2 separate regions of the Bicyclus anynana genome follow, and region 1 is linked to region 2. A link is a contact called in public Hi-C data. All regions are on one chromosome and are shown on one strand. The core of a region is the stretch at or near the end of the contact, and the rest is flanking DNA. Distances in the headings are between cores, read along the strand shown.

Region 1 (5,258 bases), core at 2,224-4,723, 140 kb before region 2:
TAGTATCACATATACTATACTACACATATAGTGATCACAATTTCCAATAAAATTCCACACCGAAATAAATCGTATATTCTAAGATGGTGTTCAATTATCAAGTTTTTGATGAATTAATTTTATAAACAGTTAATTTATAAATTAACGCAATAGGTTGTCGCTATATATTCCTAATGGCCTTTGACAAAAAAATCCATGAACCTAAATCTCGTGCTAGTAGACAAAACGTCTGAAACGTCGTCAATATATCATACGCTAGGCGCATACCTCTCTACAGCTACTGAGTATGGCACGAATAATAATGTTTTCCTACTAACTAACTATCTACCTATGTACAAGCACAGGTAAAAATGAGTGAACTTGCACTTTTTCGATCGCGTAAAAGTAAACTTTATTTGTATGCAATTGAAACAGCGCCATCTAATCGCGGATAACGTTGTCTATTTTTGTAACTAGATGGCGTTAGTTGTCTTTCAGTAAAAATATAAATGTTTAAACTGAGCTATCTAGTTGAAAAGAAACACAATTTGTGAGTTGGTGGCACCAATTCAATATAATTCAGATGCAAGTATACTTTTACGCAATCGCTGGTGAAACGGCGCAATTATTTTTGTCTGACGTGTCGTGTCGCGACGCATCACTTTGACGAGGCCTTTACACTCTGTACCAAGGTAGCAATTGTCTGACATGTGGCCTGTGGGCTACCTATCACTACCTACTATAGGTACTTTACAGAGAACCCTTGTAATAGCCGATAAACTGAAATATTTTGTGCAACAAGACTTTGCAACTCTCGCTAGAATTTTTCAAAAATAGCCCTATGTTTACTACCACTATAGTATATCAGATGAGCTATCATCTGCAGTTGTAGACGAGTTGTTGTATACTTATAGAATCTGTCAGTAAATATTTGTAATATTTTTTTATGTTCGTCAAAGTATGCTGCGGACTTGAGTTTGAGACAAATGTGAAATTTTTAGAAGGTAATTTAAAACAAATATTTTTTAAATAATAGGTTGTAAAGATTCCGATCCGACATAGCATTTTGTTTCTTATGCCATGCAAATGTTTTGATTCAGAAGTATTACAATTCATCTTATTCATTATGAGTGGAATATGTTTTGCTTGGACATAGGGCGTCTTCAAAATAAAGTTAGGGTTACGTTACTCAAAAGAACAGCGGGGAAATCGGTAACTTCAGGATTGTCAAAGTCGTACTCATTATTTTCCCCAGTTGCTTCAGTGAGCAACAAATTAAAAATAACGCGATATTGAGTTACTCTCCGACTCAGTTTTGTTCATTGCGATGAAGATTGAGAATGTCACTACTAGTCCACTCATACACCTACATACCTATCTACGATTTATATCTACATATCTACATTTAGCTAATCTCTAATCATAATTAATACACGCTTTCAGTCATTTACACGAACAGCCTTAATATTTGCAGACAGATTGCATCTGCATTGACACGATATGATCTACGAACTGAAAATGACAAAAACACCACATGTATTACAGTTACGAACGTGAATCCCGTCTTTTAAATTTAATTATATTTCAAAAATAAATTAATTGCTTTATACTCATATCTCACGATTGTCCAATACACGAACTGTAATTAGTGGCTGTACTATTAATAATATTTATGAATGTAATGTATCCACCTATATATAAAACTAAATAAGTAGTATAAAATATATTGTGGATGTTCATAATATAAAAATGCAAAAATGTCAAAACCACATTTTCTAACAAATGCTTTTTACAGAATATCATAAAAATAAATCGTCGTCATCAACCCATATTCGGCTCACTGCTGAGCTCGAGTCTCCTCTCAGAATGAGAGGGGTTAGGCCAATAGTCCACCACGCTGGCCCAATGCGGATTGGCAGACTTCACACACGCAGAGAATGAAGATAATTCTCTGGTATGCAGGTTTCCTCACGATGTTTTCCTTCACCGATTGAGACACGTGATATTTAATTTCTTAAAATGCACACAACTGAAAAGTTGGAGGTGCATGCATGGAGCAGTGATAGCCTAGTGGATATGACCTCTGCCTCCGATTCCGGAGGGTGTGGGTTCGAATCCGGTCCCGGGCATGCACCTCCAACTTTTCAGTTGTGTGCATTTTAAGAAAAATAAATACAACAATAAAATTAACTTTAACAACAAACCTGGAATGCTAACCGCAAAGTTTCTAACAACAAAATGTTTCTTAAACTTTAAGAACAATATAACCCGTGCCAGCGAGTCTTGAACATTACGTCATGATCTAAATTTTTTTTTATTTAGTATACAGGTTGCTTGGGAGTATTTCCCATAACTTCAAGGTGTTGACGAGTCCTCTTATAGGAGCCGAACTGCATAGCCAATACTTTTTTAATTAAAAAATAAAACCTTTTCATGTTTTTATACAAAGTAGTTCAAATAATTCCGACTATCCATCTAACACTCGCCTATAAATATATTTACATTCTGAATTGTAATTTCTAATATGTAAAACTTGGCTACTTCATAATTATAAGGATGCGTTTAGGGGACAAATTTTAAGATCTATTTACAAAAGAAATAATATTTACCCCAAAAATATTAATTTCCGAACACAGTTCGTTGAACATTTTTTTTAATTAAATTTCGGTAGCGATTGTAACCCCAAATTTATAGGAAATACTCCTACCTTACCTACTACATTAAAAGAACTGTGATAGCAGCATTTCGTATATAATTGCTATACAGGACTAATAGGATTATTTATTTTGCTTTATACTTTTACAGTTAATTTTAAAGCTCAGCGCCAATCAATTGATTGTAGGGATTCCAGACCTGCCTACCAAGATCTCCAAATACATTCTTGATTCACGTATCTACCTACTACGGTGGTCGGTGAAACTTATATGGACAATTTTTGATTCACTGATGAGTCACCGGCGATGACACGCTGACCGGTGAGTTGCGACAGTCGCGGCACGTCTTATGGCGACAATCGCAACGTCCTTAGGGGGACCGCGCCGCGACGCGCGCGGCTATGGCGGCTGTGAGCGCACTGCCTTTGCCGCTGCCGTCCTCTGCCCCCTGAAGAGTAAACTGGAAAAGAAAAAATAACCTATATATTATCTTCATTCATTCGTTTTGTTTTATTTTGTCTGCAATACGACTACGTAGTTTTAGTCAAATCTATAGTTCTTCTACAAAAACAAATGAAGATGCTTTTCAAAAAAAAGTCGTTTAGAAAAACAAAAATTCAGCTGACTGTCCAACAAATTCGACGTATTAGACAAGTTTTAGTAAAAATGACGGCCTTATGCCATGGCGCGTTGTCGTGGTGCAAAATTGAAATATTTTCCTTCCATAACTTTGGCCACGTGTATAATGGTGGTCACTCACCCGGTGGTGCGGGGCGAGCAGCGCGATGTACTTGTCCATGAGCGAGCGGATGCGCGGGTGCTTCTTGAACACCGAGCCGTCCACCGCGACCGCCGCGTGCGCGCGCCCCATGCGCCGCAGGATCGTGGCTATACCTGCGGACACACTCACGGTCAACACCGAGGGCTTCTCACCTTGTGTTTGCGTACGTACGATTGTAATAGTAACAAGTTTACTTTTATGCAATTGAAACTTTATTTGTATGGAATTGAAACAGCGCCATCTATTCACAGATTATTTTTTTCTTTTTTATAACTAGATGGCGCCGTTTTATTTTCATATGTTGAATATTTATTTTCATGTGTATGTATATTTTATGATTTTTCACAAGACAGTTTAGCTTTGCATGTAGTAGTAAAATTGTTTATAGTGTACCTAAAGGAAAAGTGGGGGGAGGCTGTGATATCGAAATCTGTACTTATATCAAAATAAACCCGCAAAAATTAGAGGATGCATCAGCACAAACACTCACAGACGGAGACGAGTTGCGCGGCGCGGTTGGACAGGATGCGCGCGACGTGCTGCGCGACTAACGCGTCGTCGCGCGACACCGGCGCGCCGCACGCCGTCCGCAGCGCGTCCGACGTCTGCGACCACGCGCCCGACAAGTTCTCTCTGACAAACAACGACAATGTCGATATTAGTTGAGTTGGAGACCAACACCGAACAGAGAACTTAATGCCGTGATGTTTGGTTATTCTTATATATTATTATAGTGATGATGGTAACGCAGTTTTTCTTTCAACACTTTCCCTTCGTAAAAGGATCTACTTCTTTATTATAATGGAACTTTTAAAAATCAAAGTCTATAGCGCAATATTTAGTTTAGAACTTCTTAAAAGAATTTTGATAGCGATCATTACAGAGTCAAACAATGTCACCGTGCCAGGGAGTAACATAGGCTATATATATTGTCCTAGTACTCCCACGTGAATGGGATCTGCGCTGGTTGAACCGCGAAGTTTCGCTAGTATCCTATAAGTAGGGACGCCTAGCTCTATAGTGCCAGAAGTAAACTGAAGACTCACTGCTCGAACAGGCTGAGGTGCGCGGAGTCGAGCGCGCCCCAGGCGGGCGGCGCGGGGAACAGCGCGTCGCGCGCCAGCCCGCGCAGCGCCGCGCACAGCAGCTCGCCCAGGTACTTGCCGCCGATGTACTTCTCGAACCTGTGACACGACACAGTGTTGCTCAACTCTGAGTCCAGTAGAGATAATCTCAGGGGGCCTGACCCGGCTAAGGCGCGCGGGAAATTTCTCCCTCGGTTGTGTTCTTTTAGGACTGAAGCTCTGTGGCTCTGTAATGTCAATAAGATGTCCAATGGGCAGACTGCGGTTGCTCGCTGCCCTTCGCTGTGGCAGTGTCGGTATGTGCGTCAGTGTACAATTACGCGTTTATTTAAAGTGTAGTGTCGCAGAGCCGCTAGTTATTAAACGCACTGAATCTATGAAATCGGAGGTCCCTAGAAACACAGACGCCGGAAGGGCATTCCACATTTTAGCAATTTTAATTATTATTGAAAACAAAGGGAGGCCATTGTTCACGGCGCGGCGTCTCGCTGTTCTGTGGTAGAATGGCAAATGGACGAACTAAATTGTAAAGTCCCTTGTCCAGCGTTAGACGGCCATCAGCTGATTAGCGACGTACGCTGCGTCCACTCACGTGAAGGACGCCGGCAGCAGCGAGTGGTCGTCCACCTCCGAGTCGAAGGCGGAGCGCAGGAAGGCGAGGCAGCCGTTGTCCCCGAAGGCGCCCCACTCGATGTCCACCACCACGTCGCGCACCCGCGCGTGGCGCGCCTCCCAGTGCTGCACGCGCTCGGCGCGCTC
Region 2 (5,320 bases), core at 1,783-4,282:
AGACGGGAATAGATCAGCGTAGACTGAGTGCAGTCAAATGGGTATATTTAGAGCGTTATTTTTGGAGTCATCGTTTTGGAAAGGAGACGACCATTTTTCATATATCGCTGTGACGATAAACCGCACTGTATCGTAACTGGCCCCCCCTTCTCTCACGCATACGGCAGCAGATTTAAGTTATCATTTCGGTCGAGCGTTCCGAGACGCACACGTTTCTTTTTTTAATTTGTAACATGCTGGGCCCAAAATGTTCAATCCCCTTTGCAATGATCTATGCACGTAACATTACACGCATTACTTTCTCTTCTATCTGCTCGTACACTACGGACGGATCTAACGATTCGGTTCCATCTTCAGCTGCTGAACTTCGGCATCGGCTTCACGAACATGGTGTCGCGGCCCACCAAGGGCTCGGCCGACCTGACGCGGCGCGAGATCAAGGAGGGCTCGGCCGTGCTGCTGGAGAAGCTGCAGACCTTCCGCCCCAAGGTGGCCGTGTTCAACGGCAAGCTCATCTACGAGGTGTTCTCCGGCAAGAAGGACTTCTGCTTCGGCAAGCAGCCCGACACCGTCGCCGGCACCAACACCGTGAGTGCGCTCCCACTCGTCGCCTGCGCTGCCCGTCGCCGGTGCTAACCTGTCTGTGTCCGCAGTACATGTGGGTGATGCCGTCGTCGTCGGCGCGCTGCGCGCAGCTGCCGCGCGCCGCGGACAAGGTGCCGTTCTACGCGGCGCTCAAGAAGTTCCGCGACTACCTCAACGGGCTGCTGCCGCACGTGGACGAGGCGGAGCTCGTGTTCCCCGACACCACGGGCCGCCGCCCGCACGAGGAGATGGAGATCCGCAGGTACACCCCGCCGCTGCCATCCGCCCCCACCCTCGACCAGTTCCGCGACCACCTCGACGGGCTGCTGCCGCACGTGGACGAGGCGGAGCTCGTGTTTCCCGACACCACGGGCCGCCGCCCGCACGAGGAGATGGAGATCCGCAGGTACACCCCGCCGCTGCCATCCGCCCCCACCCTCGACCAGTTCCGCGACCACCTCGACGGGCTGCTGCCGCACTTGGACGAGGCGGAGCTCGTGTTCCCCGACACCACGGGCCGCCGCCCGCACGAGGAGATGGAGATCCGCAGGTACACCCCGCCGCTGCCATCCGCCCCCACCCTCGACCAGTTCCGCGACCACCTCGACGGGCTGCTGCCGCACGTGGACGAGGCGGAGCTCGTGTTCTCCGACACCACGGGCCGCCGCCCGCACGAGGAGATGGAGATCCGCAGGTACACCCCGCCGCTGCCATCCGCCCCCACCCTCGACCAGTTCCGCGACCACCTCGACGGGCTGCTGCCGCACGTGGACGAGGCGGAGCTCGTGTTCCCCGACACCACGGGCCGCCGCCCGCACGAGGAGATGGAGATCCGCAGGTACACCCCGCCGCTGCCATCCGCCCCCATCCTCGACCAGTTCCGCGACCACCTCGACGGGCTGCTGCCGCACGTGAACGAGGCGGAGCTCGTGTTTATAAAGATTCTAATTTCCTATTTCCTAAAAGTCTAATTTCCTATGTCACTCAAATTGCAATTCCAACCACGGACGAGGGAGCATCAGGACTGATCTCACTCAGCCCACAAAGCTTATTGTTTCTTGTTCCCTCGAAACTGAGGTTCGTGTCACGAGAGCCGTTCTCAGAGAGACATTGCGTCTCGCATCCTTCTGCAAGTAGTCCTCGACTCGCATCTAGCTGATCTCCTGTGTCCGCACAAACTGCTCGGTGAAGCTGCTGCGAGAACGTAGTTTCGCCCGCGAGTGACGGAACCAGATGCGCAAACAGACAAAGCGTCGCTCGCGCCGCCCGTCACTCATAACTCGTGAACGACAGATTAAAAATACTGTACCAAAGGGAGTCTGCTTACAGGCTGACGATGGAGCCAGAGCCGGGGGACACCATCATTCTGGAGGACGGCACGGAGGTGCCGCTCAAGAAGAAGCGCGGCCGCCCCAAGAAGGTCAAGCTGGAGAACGGGGAGGTGGCGCCGCCCACGCCCCGCGCGCCGCGCGCCCCTCGCCAGCCGCCCAGCATCGACCCCAACGGGGAGAACCCGCCGAAGAAGAAGAGAGGGCGGCCCAAGAAAATCCGGCCCGAGGAGCAGCAGTTCCTGTTGCAGCAGCAGCAGCAACAGCAACAGCAGCAGCAGCAGCAACAGCAACAACAACAGCAACAGCAACAACAGGTGAGTGGCGCGACAGATTCCTTAAAGGCATTCGACAACATGATCTATTTGCAAAATTGTATTCCTTTGGCCTTGGCGGATAGTTACCCTCATATGGCCATCTCGACAAAACGGTCTCGAGTCGCCAGCAATCGGCTGCTCCCTACAACTCGCTCGATGTAATCCGTCCACTTAGTGGGGGTCGACCAACACAGCGTTTTCCGGTGCAGGCTCTCGTAATTAACCAACAGCAATTCGCACATAGTCGTTAAGAGCTTTACATCTCATACTTAAGGCCCCTTCAGGAGTCCCCTAGGGTTCGTTGTTGAGACCATTATTCTACATTTTCATTAATGGTATTCGTATATGATATTGCACACTGCTTCCAAAATGTAAAATGTCGAACGCGGGCAGCCGAACGCGATGCTGCAGGGCGGGCTGGGCGCGCACGAGCAGTTCCTGCACGGCGAGTTCCCCGGCGCGCTGTACGGCGCGGCGCACGACGAGCCGTACTACGGCGGCGCGCTGGAGCTGGAGGGCGGGCTGCTGGCGCGCGGCTACCCCTCGCCCGGCTACGCCTCCCCGCGCCACTACGCGTCGCCGCGCTCGCAGCCCTACTCGCCCGGCCCGCAGCGGCCCGCCGCCACGCCGCAGCCGCAGTTCCCGCCCAGCCCCGCGCCCTTCAGCGCGCCCAGCCCGCCGCGCGCCGGCTACGGCTCGCCCGGCGCGCGCGCCTTCACGCGCTCGCCGCTGTACGCCAGCAGCCCGGCCGCCTACCGCCAGCAGCCCAGCCCCGCGGCGCAGCCGCAGCCGCGCTTCCCGCCCGGCGCGTCGCCCGCCTCCTACACGCCCTCGCCCTCGCACACGCCCTACAGCCAGCACTCGTCGCCCGCGCCCGCGCCGCCCGCCTACGACCACTTCGCGGGCGCCGCGGCCGGCTTCGGCGCCGAGCTGTCCGGCGACATCGGCGCCGCCATCTCGTCGCCGGGGCCCGTGTCGCCCGGCATGGCGGCGCTGGACTTCGAGCCGCCGCGCGACGACCACAGCCCCATGGGCAGCACGGACATGCACCCGGGCAGCAACAGCAACTCGTCGCTGTCGGACTACGCCAAGCAGAGCCAGCCCAGCGCCGAGCTGTCGCCGGCGGGCGCGGCGCCGGGCGCGTTCGGCGCGGGCCTGTTCGCCGACGCCGAGCGCCTGCGCTACGCCGACCACTACGCGCAGGACCAAGGTGATCCATTGCGTTATACATCTAGTGGGGGGTCGACCAACAGTGCGTTTTCCGGTGCAGGCTCTCGTAATTAACCGACAGGAATTCGCACATAGTCTATCGCTGACTATGTATGTACGGAGTATGGATGAGAGATGTCAGGTGGATGTGATCTACACGGACTTCGAAAAAGCCTTCGACCGTGTAGATCACGTAATCCTAATACATAAACTTAGCGTCCTGGGAATAAACGGTAATTTGCTGCGATGGGTAACGTCATATATCAAAAATCGAATGCAGGCTGTAGTAATGGGAAGTGCCAGAAGTGACTTTGTTGGTATTTCTTCTGGGGTACCTCAGGGATCAATCCTGGGGCCACTCTTGTACAATGCATACCTCTTTGATATTGGCAGTTGTTTTAGGTACTCCAAGTTTTTAATGTTTGCTGATGACAAAAAAGTATTTCTTAAAATACGCTCTCTTGATGATTGTCTAAAACTACAAGAAGACCTGAATGCTTTGACTGAGTACTATGTTAGGAATAGAATAATTGTCAATACCAAAAAATGTCATCACATAACTAGGATTTATCAAACGCGTCACTCGTAGTTTCGATAACATAGAATGCATAAAAACATTGTACTTTGCCTACGTTAGAAGTCTTCTTGAATATTCGTGTAATATTTGGTCTCCCTATTATATTATACACTCTAAAGGCTGGAGTCAGTTCAAAGACAATTTCTCAGATATCTTGCGTTCAAAGACTACAGGCGATTTAACAATTATGAAGAAGCTTGTGCGCACTATAAAATAGACACCCTGGAGCAAAGAAGAAATCAGATTGACATTCTTCTGTGGCAAGCTATCTTGATTGGCCGTATTGACTGTCCTAGCTTACTGTCAGCTCTCTCGTTAGGCCCCGGCACACTCGCTTACTAGTTGCGCCTAAATCAAACTCCAACTATGGCCAAAACGCAATTTTGGTACGGCTATCTCGAAAATATAATAAGACTTACTCCCATTGAGATCTTTTTTATTTATCTACACACACGTCCATTCTCTTTCTCATGCTCTTAGACTCATGCACACACACGAGCACACGGACTCACACACCCACACTCACGCTCATTCACTTTAATTCAACTTGCGAATTTTTAAATAAATTTTGTACTATTTTTCTTATATGTAATTAACTTAATAATATTATTTTATTCACTATCATTTCTTTTAAAAATTAATTTTCATTTTCACCTACCTACCTACCTTATATTGTTATTATATATGTTATACCTACTTTATATTGTAACTTTCTTTGTAACTGTATGTATTTTTATACATATTTTGTTAAACACTGTTTGTTACAAATAAATAAATAAATAAATACATCATTGCAATCAGTTAATTTGTCTACATGTATTTGACTTATATAATATCTCTGGATCTGCATTTATTCCGTAAGGGACTCTGGTGAACCTTAATCTACCACGAGGTGAAATGAACGTACACAGCTTTAAAGAAGCTTCCGCCAACTTGAGCATCCAATAGCCTTTATTTCCATCTAATGTTGAAAAGTATTAAGCACAATAATTAATCAGATGTGATTTAATTTCATCTAAAGTTGGGAATTGAAAATGAGACCTTGAAATTGACTGGTTATGTTTCCTAGGATCTACACACAAACCTAATTTACTGTTCTTTTTTGATGTTAAAACTAATGCACTTACCCACTTGGTTGGCTCGTCAACTCTTTGTACGACTCCATTTTTTTCCACAAATTCCAGCTCTTGTTTCAATGGTTTTTGTAGACTGAACGGAACCCTTCTACATGCCTCAATAAATGGGGTTGCATTTGGTTTTAGTGTTAGGTCACATTGGAAATCTGTTAAACGTCCTAAACCTTC

Evidence for each region. A called contact is a pair of places that touch in the nucleus more often than the background predicts.
Region 1: a Hi-C map of whole body shows a contact between it and region 2, with 2.2 times the contacts expected there. The contact joins two enhancer-like sites. A contact is called at or near these places in 2 of 2 Hi-C or Micro-C datasets (whole body and whole larva).

What each region holds. Positions count from the first base shown.
Region 1 is chr25:10,854,711-10,859,968 of ilBicAnyn1.1, reverse strand. It overlaps LOC112047009 (hexokinase-2-like), which reads right to left. Exons shown (of 11, transcript XM_024083902.2): 7 at 5,092-5,258; 8 at 4,461-4,598; 9 at 3,905-4,047; 10 at 3,394-3,527; 11 at 1-3,093. The coding sequence ends at 3,004. Among protein-coding and RNA genes, the nearest start is that of LOC112047009, 34 kb to the right of the region's middle. Within about 2 kb of position 3,473, at least 6 of the 8 cell types and tissues checked have open chromatin away from gene starts, as enhancers often do.
Region 2 is chr25:10,713,908-10,719,227 of ilBicAnyn1.1, reverse strand. LOC112047020 reads left to right here. Exons shown (of 11, transcript XM_052889402.1): 6 at 358-588; 7 at 654-1,423; 8 at 1,900-2,230; 9 at 2,624-3,440. Among protein-coding and RNA genes, the nearest start is that of LOC112047001, 15 kb to the right of the region's middle. Within about 2 kb of position 3,032, at least 7 of the 8 cell types and tissues checked have open chromatin away from gene starts, as enhancers often do.